Regions from separate parts of the Macaca mulatta genome. Here region 2 is linked to region 1. The links are chromatin contacts, called in public Hi-C maps. All regions are on one chromosome and are shown on one strand. The core of a region is the stretch at or near the end of the contact, and the rest is flanking DNA. Distances in the headings are between cores, read along the strand shown. Region 1 holds the start of SRSF6 (serine and arginine rich splicing factor 6). Region 2 holds the start of IFT52 (intraflagellar transport 52).

Region 1 (7,634 bases), core at 1,947-4,446:
ATTCTGGGCCAGATAATTCTTCGTGGTGGGGCTGTCCTGCGCCTTGTAGGATGTTTCATGACATCCCTAGCCTCTACCCATGAGATACCAGCAGCTTCTTCCCTCCTCCAGCTGCGACAACCAGAAAGTCTTCAGATACTGACAGATATCCCCTGGGGGGACAGAACTGCCCCCTGTTGAGAACCACTGCCCCCTGTTGAGAGCCTCCCCAGTAGTTGGAACTACAAGCATGTGCCACCATGCCTAGCTAATTAAAAAAAAAAATATATATATATATTTTTTTTTTGTGGAGACGGGATCTCGCCATGTTGCCCAGGTTGATATCGAACTCCTGGGCTCAAGCAATCCTCTCACCTGGGCCTCCCAAAGTGCTGGGATTACAGGCGTGAGCTACCATGCCTTGCTCCTTGCTTTTCTTTCTTTCTTTGAGTCAGTCTTGCTTTTTCACACAGGCTGCAGTGCAGTGGCATGATCATAGCTTACTGCAACCTCGAACTCCTGGGCTCAAGAGATATTCCTGCCTCCGTTTCCCAAGGTGCAGGGATTACAGACTCATATATTTTATTTATCTAACTTTAAGCACGGTCTCTACCTCCCCCAGTCGTGACAAACAACGTTTCCCTCCAGACTGCCAAATAGCTCCAGGAGGGCAACCCGCTCCCCCCCGCCCCCCGCCGCTTTTTCAACCCAAAGCTGAAGGATATTGAGGTTGCACCACTCAAAACTGAACAGGAATACAAAAATATCTAAAGAGCTGGTGTTGGGCTGGGCGCGGTGGCTCACGCCTTTGGGAGACCGAGGCGGGTGGATCACCTGAGGTTGGGAGTTCGAGATGAGACCAGCCTGACTAACATGGTGAAACCCCGTCTCTACTAAAAATACAAAATTAGCTGGGCGTGGTGGCGCATGCCTGTAACCCCAGCTACTCGGGAGGCGAGGCAGGAGAACCACTCGAACCCAGGAGGCGGAGGTTGCAGTGAGCCGAGATTGCACAGGTGTGAGCCACAGCGCCTGGCCTGGGCTGCATTCTTTCAGGAGGCTTTAGGGGAGAATCTGTTCCCTCCTGTCTTCCAGCTTCCAGAGGCTACTGGCACTCTTTGGCTTATGATTCCTTCCTCCATCTTCAAAGCCATTAACTTCGGTTGTGACTTCCTTACAGTCAATCACTTCGACCCCAATCCCAGCCTCCTTTGTCACATCTGCTTCTCTGACTGTGGCTCTCCTGTCCCCCTCTTGTAAGCACCCTTATGATCACATTGGGCCCACCCAGATAATCCCGGGGCATCTCTGCATCTCAAGATGCTCAACTTAACCAGATCTGCAAAGTCCCTTTTGACATATAAAGTAACATCTTCACAGATTTCAGGGATTAGGATTAGGGGGAACCCTCATTCTGCCTACCCAGAGGTGAAGCTGGTGGGGCTTCTGGGTTAGGTGGGGACTTGGAGAACTTTTCTGTCTAGCTAAAGGATTGTAAACACACCAATCAGCACTCTGTGTCTAGCTAAAGGTTGGTAAACGTACCAATCGGCACTCTGTAAAAATGGACCAATCAGCATTCTGTAAAATGGACCAATGAGCGCTCTGTAAAATGGACCAATCAGCAGGATGTGGGTGGGGCCAAAGAAGGGAATAAAAGCTGGCCAGCAGGCGCTCGTAGCAGCAACCTGCAGGGGTGGCCTTCCGCGCGGTGGGCGTGGGCGTGGGCGTGGGCGTGGGCGTGGGCGTGGGCGTGGGCGTGGGCGTGGGCGTGGGCGTGGGCGTGGGCGTGGGCGTGGGCGTGGGCGTGGGCGTGGGCGTGGGCGTGGGCGTCTTATGTTTCAAAGGAGTTGGAGTCTTGCTTTGTCACCCAGGCTGTAGTGCAGTGGCATGGTGGTAGCTCACTGCAGCCTTCAACTCCTGGGCTCAAGAGATCCTCTTGCTTCGGCTTCCCAAGGTGTGGGGATTACAGACTCGTATTTTTTGTTTATCTAACTTTAAGCATGGCCTCTACCTCCCCCAGTCGTGACAACAACAACGTTTCCCTCCAGACTTCCAAATAGCTCCAGGAGGACAAAACCCCCCTTTTTCAACCGGGAGCTGAAGGATATTCAGGTTGCACCACTCAGAGCAGGTATACAAAAATATCTAAAGAGCTGATGTTATCTCAGTGATATCCCTTCCCTTTTTTTTTTTTTTTTTCGCTTCGGTGACACCCTACTCTCCTGGTCTTCTCCCTACCTCCCTAGTCACTCCTTCCCGTCAGTCTCCTTTCCTGTACTTAAATTTCAGAGTACCCCAGGCGTTGGCCTGGGTCTTCTGCTCCCCACCTAAACTTAAACCACAGGTTTTCATCTGGTTCTCCAGCTTTAAATAGCATCTCCCTTGATAAACTCACAAAATAAGGCACTTTCAAGTCAATGGAAGAAATGATAGTATTGGGACAAAGGACTTTCTATATACGGGAGAAAAAAAATTGTTCATCGCTGTAGGAGGGCTGCGGGGTCTCCTCCGCGCTCCCTTTTGAGCACCTACAGTGAGCGTAGGATTCCCACGGACACCCCAATCCACAAGTGAGTCAAGTTGACAGGGCTCCAAGAAAGACCCATGGAGGGAGAGGGGAACGTCCGGGGAGGCCAAGACTGAAGAAGGCTGCGAGTGAGACTTGGAGAAGCTGATGGCGGCTCTGCAAGTTCGCAACGCGACCCCCGCCCGGTCAGCAAGACCTCAGCGCGTGATCCTCGGATTCTGCGAAACCGGACCAGCGACTGGGTCCGAGAGCGCGGTCCCCACCAAAACGAGCACCAACCAATCGCTGGGGGAAACAGGCAGCCTCGTTTTAACCCACCAATCAGAGACCGCGGCGACCCATTATAACCACCTCGAGAACCAATGAAAAACGGGGATTCTCTCAGCCCGCCTCCCGAGCTTCAACCCCAAAGAGATCGATCGCGCAGTTTTATAAAAGGTACAAATTAGAAAACAATTCTGCGGCTGCATTAGAGACACTGTGTTTTCAAAGACGGTGGGGAGGGCTGGAGAAAAATCCTAGAAGCGAGCAAGACCGCACTACACCGAAACGTCGCGGGCAGCTGACTCGCCAGTCACCATTTAGCCCAGGGCCGACTGGGGACGGACGTGCCGCTGCGCGCTGACGTCACGCGCCAGGCCCCGCCCCACTGGCCGCCCATATAGCGTAAGCCTGGCGCGCGCGCGCATCATTGTGTGGCTGGACTCGGCCGCCGCTGTGGTGTGAGGCGCGTGTTCGGGCTCTTGCCGTCCCCGCACCCGCACCGCGGCTACTGGCTTGCGGTCCGCCGTTCGACAACCAGCCCTTGGGCCCCCGCCCGCCACGGACATGCCGCGCGTCTACATAGGACGCCTGAGCTACAACGTCCGGGAGAAGGACATCCAGCGCTTTTTCAGTGGCTATGGCCGCCTCCTCGAAGTAGACCTCAAAAATGGGTGAGTCGAGCCTGGGCGCCCGCGCCCAGCGTCCCAGGCCTGGTGGCGGCGGGAACTCTCCAAGGAAAAAGGCGGCCAAGGCCGCGGCGCCGCGTGGCAGGGCCTCCAAGATGGCGACGGCGCGGCGTCGCGGGGGCGCGCTGAGGGGTGCGGGCGCGCGCACGGGCGCGCCCTGGCTAACGACGCCCCCGCCGTTGTCCGGCCCTGGCACCGCCCCCAGGTACGGCTTCGTGGAGTTCGAGGACTCCCGCGACGCCGACGACGCCGTTTACGAGCTGAACGGCAAGGAGCTCTGCGGCGAGCGCGTGATCGTAGAGCACGCCAGGGGCCCGCGTCGCGATCGCGACGGCTACAGCTACGGAAGCCGCAGTGAGTCCCACCCCCGCGCGCTCCGCGCCCTTGGGGACCCTGGGGGCGGGCGGGGGTGGGTGGGTTGGGGCCTCCCAGCCCGGGCAGGCGCGAGGGCTGGGGGTCGTTTGACTCGGGTGTCCCCGAGCCCCGCTGCCTTCATGTCTGCCCGGGGCAGCCATGGGACGCCGGAGCGCGGGGATTGGGTTTGGGTGTTTGGTTTTATTTGCGAAGTTGGGCGGGGGGTGGCTTCTTCTGGCCCCTTGTCAGCACTGTCACAGGTTCTAACCACAGAGGAAGTAAGGAGTGGCTGTATTTGTTGTATTCTCCTTACTTACCTATCAGTGCATTAGTTAGAGGTTCGGGGGCAGGCTGGGGTGGAGGTGGGGTAGGGGGGCGGGGGACGGGGAAGGGAGGAGCTTAAAGTATAGGTCTTAAAGTTATGGAACTTGATGGGGGCCGAAGAATGTACTATTTTTAAGTAATGTGGTATTGTACCACAAAGTAGATCTAAATAAGCTTTATGCTGTATTTGAACTAACTGGGGCATGTTACTGGGAGGAGGTTGGGGGGATTTTTGGTTATGTTAAATGTTTGATGTTTAAATTGTTGCATGTTGAATTCAAACTTTTTAACAAGTCCTTGATGTTTCAATTTGAAAGTGACCAATGGGGCTGAGGCTGTGTCCACTGAGGCTAAGATGACTGCCTTTCCTGATTGGCCTTGGCTTTTCCATACATTGTGTGACCCTTGCCCTATGACCCTTTGGCTGACCTTACCGGAAGCCATGACGACAGCAGCCTTTTGCCATTAGACGCAGGGTGATGGTGAGGATTCCAAGGGTTAGACAAAACTGGTTAATCTGAACTAGGTGACTGTTACCTTGCGTGTTTTGTGGCCAAACCACCACCAAAAACCTCACACTGTGATGTAAGTACTTAGTGTAAAACTAGTAAACATTTTTGTAAAATGTAGAAATGCATGTAATCAGTTAAGTTTTATATTTTACAATGTTCTGTAAAATAAAACTTAGCGAGGTAAATCGAATAAAGGAGCAGTCACTCTCTAACAGATTGTAGGAGAGGTTTAGTTGGATTTAGTCTATTTGACTTGCCCTTAATTTAATTTTATGGCAAATCACAAATGTGTCGAAGGTTTAGCAATATAATAGCAAAGTCCTACTCCAGTAAATAAAAGTTGATATGTTTGTACTAACTTTCAAAGACATTATGCGTTTTTATCATTACAAGGCATCTAATTGTTCCCTTCATGTGATAAAGGTGGTGGAGGTGGATACAGCAGTCGGAGAACATCTGGCAGAGACAAATACGGACCACCTGTTCGTACAGAATACAGGCTTATTGTAGAAAATCTTTCTAGTCGGTGCAGTTGGCAAGATTTAAAGGTATGTGCTATAATTCAAGATACAAAAGATACGACTAATGCTTTAAAGTAAACTCTTATTTACATTCTTATTTCTGGGAATTTATTATAGTATATAGATCTTTTAAGATTTCCGAGTCTGACCAATCTTATCATTTCAGGATTTTATGCGACAAGCAGGTGAAGTAACCTATGCGGATGCCCACAAGGAACGAACAAATGAGGGTGTAATTGAGTTTCGCTCCTACTCTGACATGAAGCGTGCTTTGGACAAACTGGATGGCACAGAAATAAATGGCAGAAATATTAGGCTTATTGAAGATAAGCCACGCACAAGCCATAGGCGATCTTACTCTGGAAGCAGATCCAGGTAACTTGTTGAAGGACACTGTGGGGAGGAAACAGAATATTTGACAATAAAAAAGGGAAGTAATGGAGTAATTTCAATTGTTGCCTACTTGAATTAAAGCCAGCTTTTAGTTTGTTTTGGCTGTGCATCATTGGGTTTTTTTCTGGATGTTTTGAAGGTGTATTTAATTTCGTAGTAAAGAAAAACATTATTCTTTGGCTTATCTATTTTTGCCAGATGGCACAGGTGTATTTAAGATGGATTGAGATTAAGACTTCATTGTTTTTCTCCTAATAGGTCTCGATCTAGAAGACGGTCACGAAGTAGGAGTCGCAGGAGCAGCCGCAGTAGATCTCGAAGTATCTCAAAAAGTCGCTCCCGGTAAATAATGTTGTGTTGAGTCATTGTGAATATTACTGTACTTGTTTATGGAGTACGTGTATGTTCTTACAAAGTATTGAGAGAATCGGTCTTTCCTTGTCCAGTTCCAGGTCGCGGAGCAAAGGTCGATCACGTTCTCGATCAAAAGGCAGGAAATCTAGATCAAAGAGCAAATCTAAGCCCAAGTCTGATCGGGGCTCCCATTCACATTCTCGAAGCAGATCTAAGGATGAGTATGAGAAATCTCGAAGCAGGTCTCGGTCCCGATCCCCCAAAGAAAATGGAAAGGGTGATATAAAGTCAAAATCCAGATCAAGGAGCCAGTCCCATTCCAATTCGCCGCTACCTGTTCCACCCTCAAAGGCCCGTTCTGTGTCCCCTCCACCAAAAAGAGCTTCAAGATCCCGTTCTAGGTCTCGTTCAAAGTCAAGATCAAGGTCCAGGTCGAGTTCCAGAGATTAACTCAGAACTCTCTTGTTCTTTGCACACTATTATGGAACACTTTCCTATTTAGGCAGTTACTCTTTCATGTTTATACTTGGCCTCTTCTGCAAGAGCAATCTCCTGAAAACAGGGGCACACAGAAATTTGATTTGTGGCCAGATTTGATGAAAAAGATGAGGCTCTAAAGAAATGGTGGCATGAAGTCAGACACCCTGTCCCTTCTTTGTAGAATTAAGATAACTTTGATTTTATGGCTTTTGAGCTAAAATAACTTTTGTAAAGAGTAAGCTCATTTAGTTTTTTTTTTTTTGTTTTTTTGTTTTTTTAAGTATTTCAGCAGGATCTGCTGGCAGGGTTTTTTTGTTTTATTTGTTTGCTTATTTTTAAATTAACTGTTTCAAGCTTTGAATACTTAAGACTTTAGAGGGAGAACCCAATTTTCAATTATGTTGGCTTTTTATAAAGCTTGAGTTATGTAAGATTTAAATAAAACTTTGCTACCAAGATGATTGCCTTATTGAATAGGTCACTATTAAATTCCTTTAAATGTTGGTATCTGCCATTTGTGGAAACATGTAAATTCTACTGAAGTGTAAACAAGGCAAGCCTCAGATCAGCAATAAATTATTCAGTTTGGATAACATTATTTTGTGCTGTTAATCAAATTTGCCAAAATCTTTTATCTGCCCCTTTAACAAGTTGAGTAAAAATAAAAGGTATTTTTTAGTCAATCTGTTCCATGATTTTGCTTAAATTAATTTTAAGTAATGGAACTTTTTTCAAAGGCAAATTTAAACTCTAAGAAATAATTCCTAATACTTGGGATCTTGTTTAGATAATCCACTTTCTGGAAGTTGTCAGCGTAATTAGTGTTAGAGAGTGGTTCAGTTGTCTTTAATGTTTGTCATGTGGAAATGGAAGTAGCCTCTTTTTGATCTGAACTTGAGTTTATTCAAAGTGTAAAAGCACATACTGCATTTTATGCTGAAAGATAATTATGTTTAACAGGCACTTAGTAAAGTCAGTTGCCAGTTAAGTTACACCCAATAGTCCCCTTCGTAGTTAGTGGGATTATGTGATAATTGGTTAGATCATACTTGTAAATTTTTGCTTTGAAAAACAGTGAAATGGGTAAGCCCAAACTTTTGTACTTTATTACGAGTGAGGTGTAATGAGTACTGTGGAAACCAAATTTGAATACTGCAAATTTGTACGAGTTACTAGGTTAGCAGTTAGTCCATACATCCATAAGCCTGATGAGTTGAAATTGCAGTTGGAGAAGTGA
Region 2 (7,634 bases), core at 3,094-5,593, 130 kb after region 1:
ACTAAAAATACAAAAAATTAGCTGAGCGTGGTGGCACATGCCAGTAGTCCCAGCTACTCGGGAGGTGGAGACACGAGAATCACTTGAACCTGGGAGGCGGAGGTTGCAGTGAGCCGAGATCGTGCCACTGCACTCCAACCTGGGCGACAGAGTGTGACTCTGTCTTATTAATAAGTAAATAAATAAATGAATAAATAAATAAGAAAAGATGTTTGTTTTTTACAAATGTGTGGTTCATACTCCTGAGTGGCCTTATTAGCTTTTTGGTTAGGAGACAAGGGAAGGAACTTTCTTAGATCAGTGTGTGCTGGTGATTTTATTGCCTTTTCCTCTTAATTCAATCCCACTCTTTCTCTTCCTCAAGTCTTGACCACCCAGCCCCCTACCCCAGGAATCATGGGGGACAAGTCTGGGAGACCACAGAAAAAACACCAATGACACTGAGCTATTAGAGATCAAAACTGGGTCAGGAAGAGCTCATGTTAAGCTTTCACATGTGCTAAGAACGCTGAAAGAAACATACTGATTTCCATCTTGATAGTGCCGGCTAATTGACAGATGTGGGACAAGATGAGGGAGAGGTCAAAATCCCCCTAACTTCCCAAAGCAAGACAAGAGTATAATGATCAGAAACGTAATAGTAGTGTCAGAAGCACACAATCAGCCATGGACGGTGAAACACATAATGGTTCTATCTGTTCTGAGATTGCAAAAGCACAATTATTTTCATCAGGATAAAAAATAAACACGAAGAAAAACTATACTGTTGAATGGAACATGCTACAACCTATGTTTATGGAGCACATTCCAAGTTGTATATGCATTATCTACGATCCTCACTATAAGCCAGCATTTAGAAATTAGTAACTTCAGGCCGGGCGCGGTGGCTCACGCCTGTAATCCCAGCACTCTGGGAGGCCAAGGTGGGCGATTCACGAGGTCAAGAGTTCAAGACCAGCCTAGCCAAAATGGTGAAACCCTGTCTCTACTAAGAATACAAAAATTAGCCAGGCATGGTGGCGGGCACCTGTAATCCCAGCTACCTGGGACGCTAAGGCAGGAGAAATGCTTGAACCCAGGAAGCGGAGGTTGCAGTGAGCTGAGATCATGCCATTGCACTCCGGCCTGGGCAGCAGAGCAAGACTCTGTCTCGGCAAAAAAAAAAATAAATAAAATAAAATAAAAAAATTGACTTCACAGATAGGATACATTTGCTCAGAAATTATGAAAACTGCCCAAGGTCACCCAGCTGGTACAAGTCACAGCAAGGAACTGAACTTGGTGACAGTCACTACTGATTCTAAAAGTCTTACTCTTGCCTTTTTTTTGGCGGGGGAGCAGGGACGGAGTTACACTCTTGTTGCCCAGGCTAGAGTGCAATGGCGCGATCTCAGCTCACTGCAACCTCTGCCTCCTGGGTTCAAGTGATTCTCCTGCCTCAGTCTCCCAAGCAGCTGGGAAGCTGGGATTACAGGCGCCCACCACCACACCCAGCTAATTTTTTTTTTTTTTTTTTTTGTAGAGATGGGGTTTCACCATGTTGGCCAGGCTGGTCTCGAACTCTTGACCTCAAGTGATCCACCCGCCTTGGCCTCCCAAAATGCTGGGATTACAGGTGTGAGCCACTGCGCCTGGCCAAAACTCTTAGTCTTTCTACAATCTCTAACAGTGGGAGAAATGCTCTGGGCAGGTGCTGTAGCAAACACAGACTGCATATCAGGCAGAAAGATCCCAAGATTTGTCCCAGCCTTCAAATGGGATGGCCTACTCTCTTTTCAGTGAGAATACTTCATTTCTATTATTACCCTAACTGCAAACTGTATTCACCCAATTTTGCACCAAAATACAGCATCCCCAAGAACAGAACTCTCTCTCTCTCTTTTTTTTTTTTTTCTAAAGAGACAGTGTCTCACTCTGTTGCCCAGGCTGGGGTGCAGTGCAGCGATCATGGCTCACCGCAGCATGAACTCCTGGGCTCCAGCAATCTTCCCACCTCAGCCTCCCAAGTAGCTAAGACTACATGTGGTTGCCACCATGCCTGGCTAATTTTCTTTTTTTATTTATTATTACTGTAGCAGGATGAGCCACAGACAAAACTCCTCAGTCACCGGATTAAAGAAGGAAGACGGCGGGGCGCGGTGGCTCACGCCTGTAATCCCAGCACTTTGGGAGGCCGAGACGGGCGGATCACGAGGTCAGGAGATCGAGACCATCCTGACTAACACGGTGAAACCCCGTCTCTACTAAAAATACAAAAATCAGCCGGGCGCGGTGGCGGGCGCCTATAGTCCCAGCTACTCGGGAGGCTGAGGTAGGAGAATGGCGTGAACCCGGGAGGCGGAGCTTGCAGTGAGTGGAGATCGCGCCACTGCACTCCAGCCTGGGCGACAGAGCGAGACTCCATCTTAAAAAAATAAATAAATAAAAATTTAAAAAATAAATAAATAAATAAATAAGGAAGAGGTTTTTTATTCCGCCGGGAGCGTCCGCAGACTCGCGTCTTAAGAGCCGAGCTCTCCGAGAAAGAAATACCTGGCCTTTTTAAAGGCTTACAACTTTAAGGGGTCCACGTGAAAAGGGTCGTGATAAATCAAGCAAGCGTGGGAAATGTGACTGGGGGGCTACCTGCATCAGCTAACAGAACAGAAAGTTTTACAATGCTTTTTTCCTACAGTGTCTGAAATTTACAGATAAGTAGTTTAGGTCAGGGGTTGATGTTATTATTACTTTGTTTAACTCCTAGGGCCAGATGGTAGTGCCAAGGTTGTCTGGCTATTTATCTTACTTTTGTTTCTTCCTCTCTTTCCTCCTGTCTTGTGAACTAGGCAAGGTGAGGGGAGGAGGGCAGCAGGAGTAGTGGTCTCCTTCCTTATTACTATTATTATTGGAGAGAAAAGGTGTTACTGTTACCCAGGTCTCAAACTCCTGGCCTCAAGCAGTCCTCCCAATTTAGCCTCCCAAAGTGCTAGGATTACAGGCATGAGCCACTCCATCTGACACAGAGAATTCACATATCACCCCTTCTCCACTTTTTTTTTCTTTTTTTGAGACAGGGATTCACTGTGTTGCCTAGGCTAGAGTGCGGTGGCACCATGCCGGCTCACTGCAGCCTCAGCCTCCTAGGATCAATCAATCCTCCCACCTCAGTCTCCCAATCAGCTGGGACTACAGGCGCGCGCCACCACGCCCAGCTAATTTTTCGTATTTTTAGTAGATACCGGGTTTCGCCATGTTTCCCAGGCTGGTCTCGAACTCCTGGGATCAAGAGATCCACCTGCCTCGGCCTCCCAAAGTGCTGGGATTACAGGAGAGAGCCGCTGCGTCCGGCCCGTCTCCACTTTTAAAATTTCCAGTGACAGAAATTGTGAAAAGCAACAAGAGTTGTGTGTTTTAATATCCTAAACTCGAAGACAAACATAAATGTAAATAAAAACTGTCAGAACTCTCTGCAATCTTCAGTTTGGGTCTTCCAGGCTGCTGCAGCGTTGTTCACAAATCCACACACCTCTAAAGGCAGGCACAGAGCGCTTTCCTGGGTAGTCGGGTGGCCTGCTGGTAGTTGCAGGCTTCTGGTTTCCCACCTTAATGGCGATGGCAGGGCAACCTGTATTGGTGATGCTCTTTGCACAAGCAGTTCTTTCTGCCCGGAACGCCCTTCCCCAGCCTTTGCCTTAATAAATACCACTCTTTCTTCAAAACTCTGCTCAACAGGGGCACCTTTTTGACGAGCTTAGTCGTCAGACTCCCTAATACAGTTCATAGTTTTCACATTTTTGTACAATCTGTTCAAGTTCTAACTCCCCGCCCAAAGGGCTGCGGGCTCACCGCCGGCGCTCATGCCTAGCACCACGGCGAGCGAAGATGCGGAGTTCATAAAGCAGAATTACCCGGTGTTATCATTCTCAACACTAAACCAGCTCACCCTTTTCCGGTAAGTAGTTCCTGATAGTCCGGCCCAGCCCTCCGCCCGGCCCCGCCCTCGCCTGGCTCCGCTCTGCGCCTGCGCCTTGGGAATCGAGGCTGGCGTATTCTCCAATCCCCTCGCTGGAAGACTTCACTATTCTCCTCCCTGTGGGTGGAGCGAAGTTTGGGCACTTGGGTCCTACCGTTGTTATTAGTCTTTAGTCGTAATTAATATTAAATAACAAAATTAAATGGGTTTATTTTTCGTGAAAAGTTAATTCTCCTTGTTTTTGGCTTTGCCCCTCATGCACCAAATGGTACAGTCCCACACCAGCCAGCTTCCCTACCCAACACCCCTGACGCCTGCGACGGAGAGGCGCCTTCCGTGCTGTCGTCATCACGTCGGCCGGAGCTAGCGCTGCGTCCTGGGCCACGCCTCCCGGCGCAACGCCGCTCCTCCCCGGTTACTAAGCGGCCTTGGATACCTGGCCGCGGGATGCTGGGCGGCGTCAGGTGACCGGTGGTCGCTGGGCGTCAGGTAAAGGGCTACAACAGTGGTGGGCCAGCTGGGGCGGTGGGGCGGCCTGGGAGCTGGCGAGGGCCTCGACACACTCTTCGAGGCCGCTGGGCCAGTCATAGAACATCCAGGGTCCACCGGGGTGAAGTAAACTGTGGGCGCGGACGTAGCCCGGGGTCCTGGCGCTCTGGTTGGGCGCCCATCTGCAGGGCCTCGGGTGATGCGGCTTTTTTAGTCGTTCCGCTGACTATGAAAGAGCATCGGAAGAGGAATCGTAAAGTCTTAATCTCTCTTCTGTCGTGGCTGCGATGCCTCGGTATTCATGTGGGAAATACTAATTTGACTGGTAATGTTATTGAAGAGAAAGCGAGAGAATGGTTGTGCAGCGTTACCCAAATATTCGTTATTTTTACAGTTTTAAAGGCCTTATAGTATCATTAAGGAAATGCATTTCTAGCTAAGTCTGACGGTGCAGGAACGCAGACCTGCTACTCTCACCAGGGGCTGAACTAACCGAACAAAAAAAATAGATGTGTCACATTAGTGGGATCATGGAGGGGGCAGTTTTTCAACTGGACAAAATGATGTTAAAGTGCTTAAAGAAGAAGAAATATGTGAAAGTAGCCAGGAAAATTCTAAAATTAATGGTAATAAGGGAAATTAGCTCTCCAGAGCCACCAGATATTATAACATAAAGGTATAGCAATTAAACTACTTAGAAGATGGGTGCAGCAGTGTGGGCCCGTAGTCCTGGCTACTTGGTAGACTGAGGCGGGAGGATCCCTTGAGCCCAGGAGTCAGAGACCAGCATGGGCATCAAAGGGAAACTCTATCTCTGAAAAAAATAAATAAATTTTTAAAAAAGAAAGTTTGGAACTCAGCAGGAGCTTACAGGCAGATAGAATATATTAGAACTCAGAATAAGAGCCAGTTATATATAGGGATTTATTATATAGGGAAGGTGGTACTGAATTTCAAATCAGCATTAGAAAGGTGAATTGGGGTCAGGCAGCTTTTTTAGTAATTTAGAAAGTTGAACCAGTCGAGCGAGGTGTCTCACACCTGTAATCCCAGCACTTTGGGAGGCCAAAGTGAGTGGATCACTTGAGGTCAGGAGTTCCAGGCCAACCTGGTGAAAGACCGTCTCTACTATCGCGTGCGCCTGTAATCCCAGCTACTGGGGAGGCTGAGGCGGGAGAATCACTTGAACCCGGGAGGCAGAGGTTGCAGCCAGCCGAGATTGCGCCACTGCACTCCAGCCTGGGTAACAGAGCAAGACTATGCCTCGAAAAAGAAGGAAAAAAAAAAAACGGAATGAAGCCCGTTTTGAGCACCACAATAATTTCCAGATGGACTAAAATTTAAATGTTAAAATATTACATCACGAATTAGCCGGGTGTGTTGGGCGCCTGTAGTCCCAGCCACTTGGGAGGCTGAGGCACGAGAATCTCTTGAACCTGGGAGGCGGAGGTTGTGGTGAGCCGAGATTGTGCCACTACACTCCAGCTTGGGCGACAGAGCACACTCTGTCTCAAAAAAAAAAAAAAAAAAAAAAAAGGAAAAAGGAAAAAAAAATTACATTGCAAAGTACTGAAAGAAAGCATTGTTCAATTTATTTATAATCTTAGAATGACAAAAACTCTTCTAAATGTTTCATGTCATCCAGAAGCCAGAAAGGAAAATATTAATACTTTTAATTCTATAAAATTTAAAATCTCTATGGCCTGCAAAATTCAACCAAACCAAAAAAAGTATCAGAAGCCAAATAAATTTAAGAAAATATTTGTTTAATGATCAATTAGAAAATTATGAAACCTGACTGGGTGCAGTGGCTCATGCCTGTAAACCAGCACTTTGGGAGGCTGAGGTAGGAGGATCACTTGAGGCCAGAAGTTTAAGGGCAACATAGCGAGACCTTGCTTCTGCAAAAAATTCAAAAATTAGCTGGGCACTGGTGCGCACCTGTAGTCCCAGTTACCCAGGAGGCTGAGGTGGGATGATTGCTTGAGCCCGGGAGGTCAAGGCTGCGGTGTATCGTGATTGCACACGATACATTCCCAGGCTGGGTCACTGTGTGGGACTTTTATCTCAAATAAGAAGAAGTTTTTAAAAAGAAAAATTTCAAGAGAAAAATGATCGGAGTACCTGGACAAGAAAATCAGAAGAAAAGAAATACAAGTGGCAGAAATCTATAGCAAGGGACCACTATCTCACTAACTTCAAAGTGGAAATTAAAACAGTAATGAGGGCTTTTTTTTTTTTTTTTTGGCAAAGACGACAAAGACTGAAAATAGGATTGTGTGGAAACAGAAGCATGTTAGTGGAAGTATAAAATCATAATTTTTTGGAGGGCAATTTGGAAATGATTTACTCAGCCATTCAATAGGTAAGAATCTACAAATAGGCAAAGTGCAGAAAAACATGTTGTTTAACATTGATGTTTTTACTATTGTTTTATAAAATATTTGATAAAAGATGTCAATCAGTATATGACTGGTTAAATAAATTATGGTAGATCCATAAAATGAATACTGTGCAGCTGTTTTTGTTGTTGTTGTTGTTTAAAGACAGGGTCTCGCTCTGTTCTCTAGGCTGGAGTGCAGAGTGAGGTGATTGTGGCTCACTGCAGCCTCAACCTCCTGGGCTCAAGCAATCCTCTCACCTCAGCCTCCTGAATAGCTGGGACTAAGATATGTGCCAGCATGCCCTGCTGATTTTTGTAGAGATGTGGTCCAGGCTGGTCTGGAACTGCTGAGCTCAAGCGATCCTCCTACCTCAGCCTCCCAAAGTGCTGGAATTACAGGCATAAGCCACTGCACCCAGCCCTGTGTAGCTGTTTAAAAGAATATGGTAGATCCATGTGTACTGACAAAGAAAGATGTCAAATATACAAGGTTAGGTGAACCAAATGTTTCAGAGTAATGCGTGTGGTAAGATCCTATTTCATAAAATAAAACTGTAAGTTAATATATGTATAAAAAGAATGTAGAACTGGGTGCAGTGGCTCACCCCTGTAATCCCAGCACTTTGGGAGGCCAAGGCGGGCGGATCACGAGGTCAGGAGTTCGATACCAGCCTGACCAACATGGTGAAACCGTGTCTCTACTAAAAATACAAAAATTAGCCAGGAATGGTGGCACTTGCCTGTAATCCCAGCAACTCAGGAGGCTGAGGGAGGAGAATCGCTTGAACCCAGGAGATGGAGGTTGCAGTG

What was found. A called contact is a pair of places that touch in the nucleus more often than the background predicts.
Region 2: a contact with region 1 is called in a Hi-C map of fetal cortex germinal zone, with 2.0 times the contacts expected there. The contact joins the promoter of IFT52 here to the promoter of SRSF6 in region 1. A contact is called at or near these places in 4 of 14 Hi-C or Micro-C datasets (CD4 T cells, cortical neurons, fetal cortex germinal zone and 1 more).

Annotation. Positions count from the first base shown.
Region 1 is chr10:96,303,251-96,310,884 of T2T-MMU8v2.0, forward strand. It overlaps SRSF6 (serine and arginine rich splicing factor 6), which reads left to right and starts at 3,197. Exons shown (of 6, transcript XM_015148969.3): 1 at 3,197-3,444; 2 at 3,665-3,813; 3 at 5,073-5,197; 4 at 5,337-5,545; 5 at 5,822-5,905; 6 at 6,010-7,634. The coding sequence starts at 3,338. The coding sequence ends at 6,367.
Region 2 is chr10:96,427,392-96,435,025 of T2T-MMU8v2.0, forward strand. IFT52 (intraflagellar transport 52) reads left to right here and starts at 4,344. Exons shown (of 14, transcript NM_001261644.1): 1 at 4,344-4,441. It overlaps SGK2 (serum/glucocorticoid regulated kinase 2), which reads left to right. Exons shown (of 13, transcript XM_077951840.1): 13 at 2,076-3,991. The coding sequence ends at 2,222.